Linked DNA regions of Mus musculus: all the other regions are linked to region 2. The links are chromatin contacts, called in public Hi-C maps. All regions are on one chromosome and are shown on one strand. Each heading gives the region's core, a stretch centred on a gene start, on an enhancer-like site or on the middle of the called end of the contact. The rest is flanking DNA. Distances are from core to core; before and after follow the strand shown. Region 1 overlaps Ttc7b (tetratricopeptide repeat domain 7B). Region 2 overlaps Ttc7b (tetratricopeptide repeat domain 7B). Region 3 has its middle 11 kb from the start of Gm10432.

Region 1 (3,795 bases), core at 729-3,228, 160 kb before region 2:
CATCCGCCATCACTCCTGCTCACAGAGACGTGTTCAGACTACAGATTCAGGAAAGGTCATAGTCATTTTATGCTCTAACCTGGTATGGTCATACCCAGAGGTGACCTGTTACTGGCACTGGCTGATCCAGCATCAGTCCTATAACCCTGTTACAGGCAGTTCTTGTTCTGACTGTACACTCTGCTAAAAGGAAGGCCCCTCTTTCCTAAAGAACGGAGAAGGGGCAAGTGCACAGGGAACCTCACGCTTGCATCCTGGGGGCCTGGAGGAGTCTCGTATTTCCCATGTGACTTTCATGCTACTGGTTTTGGAGGAAGGTCAGGTACTGAGGTGAGGTGCTTGTGCTAGGCCAGAACCATGTCTACATCCCTGAGGGCAGACCAGAGGTTGGCATGATTGCTGTAGAGGAAACATGACATGTCCTGGTCAGACAGATCTCCAGTGCATGTCAGAGCTATGTTCTAGATGCTGTTGCTTCTGCTCCGAATTGTCTACTCTTAGCCACTACTCTTTCTGGCCCTGGCCTGGGCAGTTCTGCAGTACTTCCTTCCCCGGTTCCTTCAGCCCTGCCTCTGCTCAGCGCCACAGCAGCTTCTGAGGCGTGGCCTTGAGTGTTCTTCATCCATGGTCCCTCTGATGTCTCTCTGCTTCCCTCCTTAACAGCAATTCCCTCTCTGGCCCATGAGTGCAAGTGATATAATGGCCAAAATGGCTCTCTGGAAGAAAAAAAGCCCAGATGTGTGGCATTTGCCATTTTCTACAAAGTAAGTCCTTCTATCAAGACTAAACCATACTGCTCTCTTGAGGGTTGAAGGGAACAACACAAACCCCGATTTTCTTCCAGCACTGAGAATACAGAGGGGCACAGGATGAACTTTCTTTAGCATGGAGCAGCTCTGGTAGGGGCCCCAGGATCTATGCATCTCCCGAGGAATGTGTCACCCTGGAAACATGGCTAACTCTCTGCAGCTTCCCCCTGGTTGCCAGCAACATGACCTCTGAGCTTGACTTCCCAGAGATCCTTCTGAGCTGACAGCTGTGTTGCCTATGATGCTTGCTGGTGGGTGTGCAGGCATCTGAGTGAGGTAGTGGTGGCTGGAGGGGGCTGCTGCCAGCAGGAAGCTGGTGACTGTAGCTGGCTCTTTAATCAAAGGCACAAGTGTATTTGTTACCTTTGTATAAAACGCAGGCGGCAGGTAAAGAATTTAACAGCTTATGGGAGTTCTAATTAGAGAGCCAATTATAACTCGATTGACCTGCCTTGCTTTGGAGGGCCTGGAAACTCGCATGTTGTCCTTAGGAAGAAGCAGATTTTGCTTCTAGTTTGTTCTGGGAGATCTCCGCAGGGATCTTTGGCTCTGGCCCCATGCATCTGTCTAGATCTGGCAGCCTGGTGCAGAGGATGAGAGAGAACCTGCAGGGCCCTGGACTCCTATAGGGAGGGGCCGAGCTTTATTTATGAAGACACAGCATCCACTGTCAGAGGCTGCTCTGTGCCAGGCTAGCGGCTTCTGCTGCATTTAGAAGGACACTGGCCAGAATTTCAATTATAGATCTAATCAAGAGTCAACTCTTAGCTAGGCAGGATCCCAGGCCAGTATGTATGTGTGTGTGCGTGTATGTGTGTGTGTGTGTGTGTGTGTGTGTGTGTGTGTGTGTGTGTGTGCATGTGCGTGTATCATCTCCCTACTCCTCTCAGCAAATCACTGTTGTTACCAGCCTGGAGAACAGGCACCAGACAGACATGAAAAGGGGGTGCTTCATACGTCTAAACATTTGTCATTTGACACACCTGCAGGCCTCTAGCTCACATGTGTGATCATGGCTTACTCCTGCTAGGGTGATCACCACCATCCCTCATGGATAGAAGAACCGAGGCCCAGAGAAGGAAGGCAACTTGCCCAGGGGCCTCAGCTCTGTTGTGTGGAAACTGTGTCTAATTCAAGCCATGTCTGCTCCTGATGTGTAGCCAAGAGAGGCTGTGCCGTCTGAGCTCCTCCTTCTGCACGGTGCAGGAGCAGGGCTGAGTCCCGCATGGAGAGCAGAGAGGACTGAGCTCAAGGACGTGGGATCTGGTAGAGCCACAGCCAAATCCCTTCTACAGGGACAAGCAGTGGCATCCGCATGATTGACTGGTCAGAGCCTAGATTTCCCACGAGTGTTGCTTCTCTCCTGCTCCCTAAGTGCTGGCACGCCACGGACTGTGCTCTTGGCCTCTCTCTTGCTTCCTCTCTATGATTTTTGCCTTAGCTTCAGCTATTGCCTGTTGCCAACCCCAAGTCACTGACCCAGCCTAGTCGTGTGCGGCCTGCTATCACTAGGTAGTTCTTCCTGGAGCAGGTGCCTGATGCCAGGCTAGCACTCTCCAGTCCGTGCACCAAGCCTTACTGGGCTTCCCTGCTCAGCACTTCTCATCTTGAACTGTCCTTAAGGATTCTGTTACCAGGTTACCAGCCCAGAGCATGGTCTCTCTACAGAGCAAATATAATCACATTGGCTTGGCTGTTTAGATTTTATCTTGTACAATTTCAAACCTTCAGAAAAGCAAAAAGGCTAATATAACAAACTAATAGCCAAAGTTAACAGCTGCTAAACCTTTTCCTTATAAAGAAAATTGTGGTGTGTGCGTGTGTGTGTACACATGCACATGCGTGCACCATGCTATGCTTGCATAAGTCAGAGGGCAGCTTTTGGCGTCGGTTCTCTCATGGGTCCTGAGAATTGAACTCAGGTTGTCAGGCTTGGTGGCAATCACCTATTGATTCACCGCACTGGTACTGCTAACTTTCTTCTGTATTAGCTTAATTAATCTATTTTGGGGGAAGGGTGATTATTTATTATAAGTGACAGGCATTTTTATCTCTAAACCCCCTTTAAAATTAAGGATGTTTTTTTATAACCACTTGAGCATCTCAGACTCACACTGTATATAGTACCCTCAGAAGTGATGTAGTCAGGACTTCTGGTACAGTCATCACCGGCATCCGCCTTGTTCTTTCCTAGTTGGTTTCTGCTAAAATGAAGAAGCTGTGATGATCTCTAACTCTGCAGTTCACCTAACTCACTGGTGAGGTGAGGTCTGAAGGCACACACCTGCTACGTGTCCATTTTGGACTTCTATTTGTTATTCAAAGAGACCTTCCCACGGGAGATGGCTTCCCAAAAGCTTTGGGCCTAAAAGTTTTACCATTCTTCTGCAAGTCCAGAAATCAAGTGGAGCTGACATGGCCCAAAAGGAGCCCACAGCACTCAGCAGGGAGTTCAGAACATGGTGGCAGTCATACGCTTAATCCATGTTCAAAGGTAGGTAGCAGGCTAGGGAGGGAGGCAGAGTGAAAGAAACTCAGGATTAAGATGCAGGGGCCAGGAATTTGTAACAGGAGTTGGAAACATTATAGGGAAACACAGACCAACCCAGGCAAAAAATCTCCATGTCTTTCCCAAGCCAAGAAGTTTCCTGTGTGCGGCAGGAAGGCAGAAGAGCCTAGTTGGTATGCTGTATTGGAACAAGAGGACAGCATTTCTAAGGATAACGGCATGGGTAGGATATATCAGATTTGGAAACATTTAGGTACTGAGACTGAATTGGCTGCCAGTCACCTAAGACTTCAGAGCAAAATCAGAAGTAAGCAGAGCTCTGGTATTTCCCTCCAGCTGAGGTGAAGAAAGACTTAATGCTACAGGGCACCACACAGTTTGCACTTGAGAGCCTGTTCTGCCCTAGGTTGCTTTTTGGGTCTGTGACTACGGTCTCTAGGGAGAGCCAGGTCACCTGATGCCAATTCTTCCTGGCCA
Region 2 (3,641 bases), core at 125-2,624:
CCCTGTGTAAACTCAGTCTCTGCTAAAGCTGTCCCAGGCATTCATGACAGGCTGATAAGCCTGGGTGTGACCCAGCTGAACAACTACAGGCTATGGAGCTTCCTCCTAGAGAGTGCAGGGCATTCCTGGACCCTCCTCACTATAGTTCCAGTTTAACAGAGAAGCCCAGGCAGCTCAATTTTCTCCATGCATCTCTGAACTCCCGTTTAATAACCCAGTGACCTCAGTCTCCGAAACTGCAAATGCCAGCTCGGCCTATAGGGACGCTAAGTCAGCCTGCCTTGGAGCAGGGTAGGAACTATAAGGTATTAAGACACAAATGGCAAGCAGATAATTTTTTTTTCAGGTTGATTGGTTTTACTGCTGGGTCTGAAAATATGTTATTGATCACAATTTAAAGAACTAGGCATGTCTTTAAAGTCCAGAGTCAAAAACTATTATTGTCTTATAAGCTATTGGACATGTTTAAAACTCTTTTTTTTTCTTTTTTTTTAAATTAGGTATTTTCTTCATTTACATTTCAAATGCTATCCCAAAAGTCCCCCATGCCCCCCCCCCACTCCCCTACCCACCCACTCCCACTTCTTGGCCCTGGTGTTCCCCTGTACTGAGGCATGTAAATTTAAGTAAGGTATGTGATGCACCTGGAAAGGAGCAATTGCGCATGCGCTACAGTGGTTCCTGTCTGAGTCTTGATGAGGCTCCTGCGACCCCTGGTGGCAGTTGCCCACCTACTGCAGAACGACCTCTGACCCCTGCAAAAAGTTGTGATCCTGACAGATGTGGCCCTAAGCCACAGCTTTTGGTTTATCATCTTGCTATATAATTCTGGGTTCTGGATTTTTAAAACCTGTCCGGAACTCCAAAGTGTCCCAGATATCCTTAAACAAAAAAGTCTGAGGGCTGCCTGCACTGTTTAGTAAAGGCTGTCTGTCCACAACCTCCTGCAGAGTCTACACTGGTTCTAAGAGCTGCTGTTCAAAGGACCTCAACACAACCAGGATCAACCTCTGTCACTAAGGGTGTGCAGTCTCACGGTGACACAACCGTGAAGAGGTGGAGTGATGAATCTTCCCACCAGCTCTCTTAAATGGGGCCTGTAGCCATGCTTGTCTTTAGGGTAGCAAGGATCAAGGGGAATAGGGCCAAGTGGTTAGGACATGTTTAGGACACCTTGCAAGATGCAATCACCACCAATAATTTAGTACTACATCCCAGAACCCAGCATTCAGTAGTCCCTACATACCCTGAGGCCTCTCTGCACAGAAGCTGCCACCTCTCATGGGCACTGGGCAAGGCACAGGGCAGGGACATGCAGCCAAAGTGGGGCTTCCTGTTTCTCCTGCTCTGCGCTCTCCCCAGCCCGCTGTGAACAGCTACACCCTACGCCACACTGCAACACCTCGCTGTCCACAGAACAGTCTGTGCCCTGCTCCCGCCCCCAAGAGAGCTCTGAGCTTTCCAAATATGGGTGTGTGTGTTTTCTTCTTCATTTCCAACACATCATGAATATCTGGGGGAAGAAAATGAGCACTAGACATGGTTTGGCAGCCACAGAAGACTAGGAGGGGTTGTGACCAAGCAAGGCTTGCACCTGGGATCCAATTAGTCAAAACACAAGAGCCAGGCCGGGTGATAGCCCAAATCAGACTTGGTGCAAGTCCGGGCCCCTAGGAGATTCTAGGAGGAACCCGACTGCCACAGTGCAAGAGCTAACTGCATTACAAAGGCTCTTTAGCCAGACAGATGGGAGGCAGTCCACAGACCTGGAGGTGAGGGTCAGCAGGAAAGGAGCCACAGACAAGATTATGTGCTTCAAAGCATGCTGGACCACATCTATATTCATCTAAATAGACAGGATTTCAGACACGCTGAAATTCCCTCACTTCCGACTTAACAACCAGTGTCTATCCGAGTAGAGTTCATGACCAGTTGTGTACCCGGCATGCCAGGGCAAAGCTAACAAACGGTCTCGTGCGGGTAGGGTAGCCTGTGAGGCAGCTCCACCCCTCCTCTGTACACAGAAGCAAGGCAAGCAGCGTGGACATGGCACAGCTTCACTGCCCAGCCTAGACCATGTGCCCGTGTAATTGCTAATCCCATGAATTAATTAATTAATGATACAGTTATGGAAAGGCAAGTGGCAGAAGGGAAACGATTAAACCAAAGCAGAGTGCCAACCTAGACTGTGTGGAACCAGCGGGAGGAGGGTGGGGTCTGCATGCAACAAACAGTGTCAATGAGGGTGAAAGTCCCATGTCACTCAGACCCCTCTCTCCTGAGACCAGAGCTAAGGGACAAGAGAACAGCAACGAGCTAGAAGAAGACAGAGCCAGTTAGGGAGTGGGCCTGGAGGAGGTGGGGCAGGTGAGTGGGCAGCAGGCGGCCTGGAGAAGGGGTGGGTGGGTAGAACACAGCAGGATATGAGGCCAGCCTGGCCATCTGGGAGCCGGCCACAACTCTGGAAGGAAAAAAAAGTGTGCCTACATTCAGCAGAAAACTCACTGGGAACCCAAGCTCTGAGCACAGGGACACTTGTACTCTACTGTGGACTTTTAATTTCAGCTTGACTTGAGCTGACACTCAGGTCTCTGTCTAGCTGCTGCCTTCATCGTACGTGAACATCACCTGCCGCAATAGGAAGCACACAGAGGGGAAGTCACATGTTACTCAGACCCCTCTCTCCTGAGACCAGAGCTCCACTGAGTACCCTACCTCCAGATAACCCTGTCACCACTGGGAGCATCAAATCAGTCCTTGCTCTCCTCCTGCACTGTGGCTCTCCACAGTGAGCTCCAGTCACCCCACCTTATATACCAAGAAGCCTTTAATTCTGACCAATAAGCCAGGACCCTAGAGATCCTTTTAGGCTGAGCAGACTCCCGGGTGATCAGAACTCCTCACTTCAGCTCCAGTCCCATAGGTTCCTTAAGGTCCAGGGAAGCCTCCTCCCGAGGCTGAGGCTCAGCTGCTTTGGGCGTTCCTGTCTAATGGGCTGGAACTACCTTCACGCTTCCCACACACACTTGTCTCGCTAGCCCCTTACACACAGCTTGTCCCCACTGCCTGCCACTTCCCTTTCAAACACCTCCCGGTTCTGACGTGTCTGCCCTGGCCTTGGTGCAGCCCTCTACTTGGAATCTAGGCCTTGGCTGTACCACTGGTATCAGGTGGGACCAATGAGAACAGAGGAAGCATGCTAGTTTTTGAAATGAAAGGGATGTGATGCTTGGAACTGTCTGCATAAGAGATGAAAGATGAAAAAGAAAAGCAACATGGCTACCCACCCACCCCGGAATCTGGCACCAGCAGGAAGCTGCTGCCATCCCAAAAGCTGGAAAGGCCAGAGAGAGGAGGTGGAGTTGAAAGGGCCCGGAAGCTGGGGTCGTTGTGTGGGAGTTAAACAGAGAGGGACACTTCATTTGTCAGGAGCTGGACATACTGTGACTTTTCTCTCATCCTACCCGATGTCTTCCAGCAGTGCCTTCTGGTGGCCAAAGCCGCAAGGCAGCTGACTGACCCTGGGAAAGTGCAGCCTGCAGAAGAGAGCCTCTGAGAGGTAGGACACAGAGGAAGGAGGAGCCCAGGGGTCGCTCACAGCCTCCCACAAGCCTCCTTCCCTGCAGTCTTTAATCCCTTCC
Region 3 (3,595 bases), core at 621-3,120, 210 kb before region 2:
CAGAGAGTCTTTTCTTCCTCCACGGACCACCCTGCCTCCCTGTCTTGCCTTCCAATCCTGTCTTCTCGCCTCCTTGTACCAGAAGAGCTGGTTTGTCTGACCCACATGCCTAGGCATGTGGGGACACAGCCACAAGTCCCTCTGATCATGAGACATCAGGAACCAGGGATATATATTTGACTGAAACCCCAGTGGACCCTTCGGGTGGGGGAGGTTCAGGGTTACAGGGGCTGCAGATCCATTCATTTGGGGGTCGTGATGGTCAACACTGATTACTAATGTGCCAGGATCTAGATCTAGAATCACCCGGGTGACAAACCTCTGGGCATGCTAGCAAAGGGTTTTCTGGATTAGCTTAATGAAGGTATGAAGACTCACCCTAAATGTGGACAGCACCCTTCCACATTCAGGCAGAGATCCTGGACTGAACCAAGGAGAGCAGTCTGAGCAGCAGCAACCATCTCTCTCTGGCTCCGCACCGTGGATGGAATAGAACCAGCTGCCACATGAGGTGCCATGATTTCTCTGCTGCTATGAGTTGCTTTTATTTTATGTTTTCCTCAAGAGGGAAATAAGTAATCGAGGGGAGGGGGTATCTGATTCCTCAGGAGAGGATTTAGCCCAGGACAAGGCTCTTGGGGTTTGCTTTTGCCACCAGATTCTCCACCGGCCAAAATGGCAGAAGGAGTTAAAGGTGAGCTGCTGCCTCACACCTGTCCCATCAGCTCTCGATGACATGGGTGGGATGACAACCCACTGGCCAGTGGAAGAAGGCTGTGGACCTGTGTGGGAACTGCTCTGCGAATGTTCAGGGGCCTTTCACCTCAGCCCTGTGAGGTCTCATCATAGGCCTGAATGCATCCTCACCCTCAGGTCCCACCAAGTAGCTGGCAGGCCTGTGTCATCATCTTTGCTGCGTCTGCAATAGCCTTCTCTATGGCTTCCTGTCACCTCCTCTCTGGTACCTTGGAGGACTTGAGTGAACGCCCCCCTGGAATTCTGATGAGGCACTGAGCCAGGTGTCCTAAGTCATGCTCTCTCCATGCAGGGAATTCCCAGGGAAGTGGGGAGGATGCTGAGAATGGAACACGCATATCCAAATGCCAGTAATCTCCAATGGATCTTTCCCTGAGCCTGAATGATGGGCAAGCAGGTCTGGGAGCTAGCCTAAAAGTGGAGGCAGGCAATGAGGCCAGCCACTGGCTCTCTGCTCGCACTGAAGCTGGGAGATCAATGAAGACTTCAGACAGAGGGGATGGAACTGGAAAGACCCCATCACATCCTCCTATGTTCCCTGTCTGTCCCTAAGGTCACTACCCATTTTATTAGCAGCCTCAGTTTCTCAACTTGAGACCATTTAACACCACAGGGGCTGATGATGTCCCCTCTGGAATGGGACTATACCCAGTAGAGGCTGAGCAAGTCCCTGAACCTCCACAGGCCTCCATGTCTTCTTCATCTGTGAAATCGTGGGACCTGCTGCCCAGGACTCGGAGAAGGGGTGGTGGTGGTAGAATAAATCCTTATGTATAAAGCCCCAGAAATAGCGCCTGGTACAGACTGTGTTAAGAATAATGGTATCACCCAGCTTCTGAGAGCCAGAGCTCAGGAAGGGACTGAGAAGGATGGACACAAATAGGAAAACATCAAAAGAGAGAGAAGGCTTGGAGGAAAGGGAAGGAAGAGTGTGTGTGTGTGTGTGTGTGTGTGTGTGTGTGTGTGTGTGTGTGTGTGTAAGGTGGGGCCCACCGGTGGCTGGTTTTGACTTGAAGCTTGGCTCTGTGCTCAATTTCTTGTTCTCCCTTCTCCCATATAATCTCTCTCCAGTATTCTGAAGAGTTCTGCTTCCACCCCCCAGCAGTTGCCATGGTGATGAAAAAATCTGGACCCAGTGGAAAGTTCTCTGTGCTCTTGGCAATGAGGCTGCAGCACCCTGCCTCCTGCCTGCCTGCTTGTGCGTGGGCGGCCAGCTACGGCGGCTGCCAGGATTCCAGGCCAGCACAATTCTGATGGGGGCCCAGCTCTGCTCCCACGGAATCTAGGATAGGAGCCCTCAGACAACATGTAGCCTGCCCTATTTCACAGGTGAAACACTTAGCCAGGCAGGAACAGTGACTTGCTCAAGTCTGCCCACGCTTCAAACCCTATGGGTCTCTCTCTCTCTCTCTCTCTCTCTCTCTCTCTCTCTCTCTCTCTCTCTCCCAGGCCAGATATGAGTTTGGTGGATATAGCAGGTCTGAGGACATCATAGATGAAGAACAGGCTAGCTGCAGAGCACTGCAGGCTGCCGGGGAGATGCAGAAAAGAGTAGAGCTGTGAGGAAGACTCCACAACCTCTGCTTCTTCCCCTGACACAGCAGTGTCGAGGAGCTGTGACTGAATATTTGTGTGTCCCAAGCATTCATGTACAGAAATATAATCACTACTGTATGATATGAGGAGGCATAGCCTGTGGGAGATGGTTATGTTATTCGTAGAGTCCTTGGTGCTATTAGTTATGAGACCACAAAGAACTGTTTGTCCCTTCTACCATGTGAAGACACAATAAGAATGTGTCACCTAAGAGTAAGAAGGAGGGTCCCAGCAGACACTTTATCTGTCAGCACTTCTCACTTGGACTTCCCAGACCCTAGAGATTTATGATGTTAACCAGCATCCCAGTCTATGCACAGCAGACTTGAGATCAGACCAAACTTTGTCCCCTGAGCAGCCTTGGTTCAGTAACTTCGCCCAAAGTAACCCACTTTTGACCATCAAAGCCTTGCAGGATCCAAACATATGAGATAGTCCTCATCTTGAGATGGATTTATGCTAGACATTGGGGGTAATCCCATAAACAGGATGCTGTTTGTAGCCCAGCTCTCGTCCTATCTACATGCTGCAAAAGATGTTCACAGGCTTCGGAGCATTGGAATTTCCCTCAGACCCACAGGCCACCAAGAGGAGGAGACTTGCACCATCTCTGGAGTCCTGGCTATGGACACACTGAGGCCAGGCCGGGCCACTCACACCACAACCTTCCAATAGGATTCAGCTGTCCAGACTATGACTCTTGCAGAATTGCGGATATGTTGGGAAAGGAATTTCCCATCCTGTTTTTCTTGATAAAATTCAGACATCAGAAGTCCCTCATCAAGAGCACAGTGCTTCCTCTGCACCTGGCCCGTGGTTCCTAAAGCCATTTTCTGAAGAACAGAGACTAAGTTCCTGGGTCTTAATTTGCCCTGGAATCTTAGTGCTTTGTCATCTGCCTCTAGATTCATCCCAGTGCCTTCCTGATACAATGGTGAAGACTTGATCTAGAGAAGAGAAATGTTGCTGTGAGCAGAGGGGCACAAGGACCAGAGCCAAGGAGCTCAGTTCACTCCTGAGCTATGCAGTCACAGAAGAGTCACCTCCCCTCCCTGAGCCTCAGGACCAGCCTCTCTGAAACAGGATTTAGGCCCCCAGCTCCTGTTAACTTTGTATTCCTAAGAGGAAGGACCACTCCAAGCTCTTGCTTCTCTTCCAGGTTCCTACCACAGGTTCTTAGTCCTTCCCCCAGACCATCCACCACAGACTCGTGTCATTCATGAACTGATTTGCTGAGCCAGAA

What was found. A called contact is a pair of places that touch in the nucleus more often than the background predicts.
Region 1: a Hi-C map of forebrain shows a contact between it and region 2, with 4 times the contacts expected there. The contact joins two enhancer-like sites. A contact is called at or near these places in 1 of 15 datasets of contacts at CTCF or cohesin (large pre-B cells), 5 of 484 Hi-C or Micro-C datasets (bone marrow-derived macrophages, cerebral cortex, embryonic stem cells and 1 more) and 1 of 9 other capture datasets (liver).
Region 3: a contact with region 2 is called in a Hi-C map of cerebral cortex, with 2.7 times the contacts expected there. The contact joins two enhancer-like sites. A contact is called at or near these places in 2 of 484 Hi-C or Micro-C datasets (cerebral cortex and forebrain) and 2 of 115 datasets of contacts at active chromatin or transcription factors (the SCID.adh cell line and embryonic stem cells).

What each region holds. Positions count from the first base shown.
Region 1 is chr12:100,314,288-100,318,082 of GRCm38.p6, forward strand. The region is part of intron 19 of Ttc7b (tetratricopeptide repeat domain 7B); the gene reads right to left. Among named protein-coding and RNA genes, the nearest start is that of Gm51958, 33 kb to the right of the region's middle. Within about 2 kb of position 1,979, at least 43 of the 459 cell types and tissues checked have an H3K27ac peak or open chromatin away from gene starts, as enhancers often do. A contact at or near this core is called in cerebral cortex and forebrain, where this site is marked.
Region 2 is chr12:100,479,412-100,483,052 of GRCm38.p6, forward strand. All of the region lies in intron 3 of Ttc7b (tetratricopeptide repeat domain 7B), which reads right to left. Gm36375 (elastin-like) reads right to left here. Exons shown (of 2, transcript XM_006516439.4): 2 at 1-3,641. Among named protein-coding and RNA genes, the nearest start is that of Gm36375, 14 kb to the right of the region's middle. Within about 2 kb of position 1,375, at least 78 of the 459 cell types and tissues checked have an H3K27ac peak or open chromatin away from gene starts, as enhancers often do. A contact at or near this core is called in cerebral cortex and forebrain, where this site is marked.
Region 3 is chr12:100,264,176-100,267,770 of GRCm38.p6, forward strand. No RefSeq gene overlaps it. Among named protein-coding and RNA genes, the nearest start is that of Gm10432, 11 kb to the right of the region's middle. Within about 2 kb of position 1,871, at least 58 of the 459 cell types and tissues checked have an H3K27ac peak or open chromatin away from gene starts, as enhancers often do. A contact at or near this core is called in cerebral cortex, where this site is marked.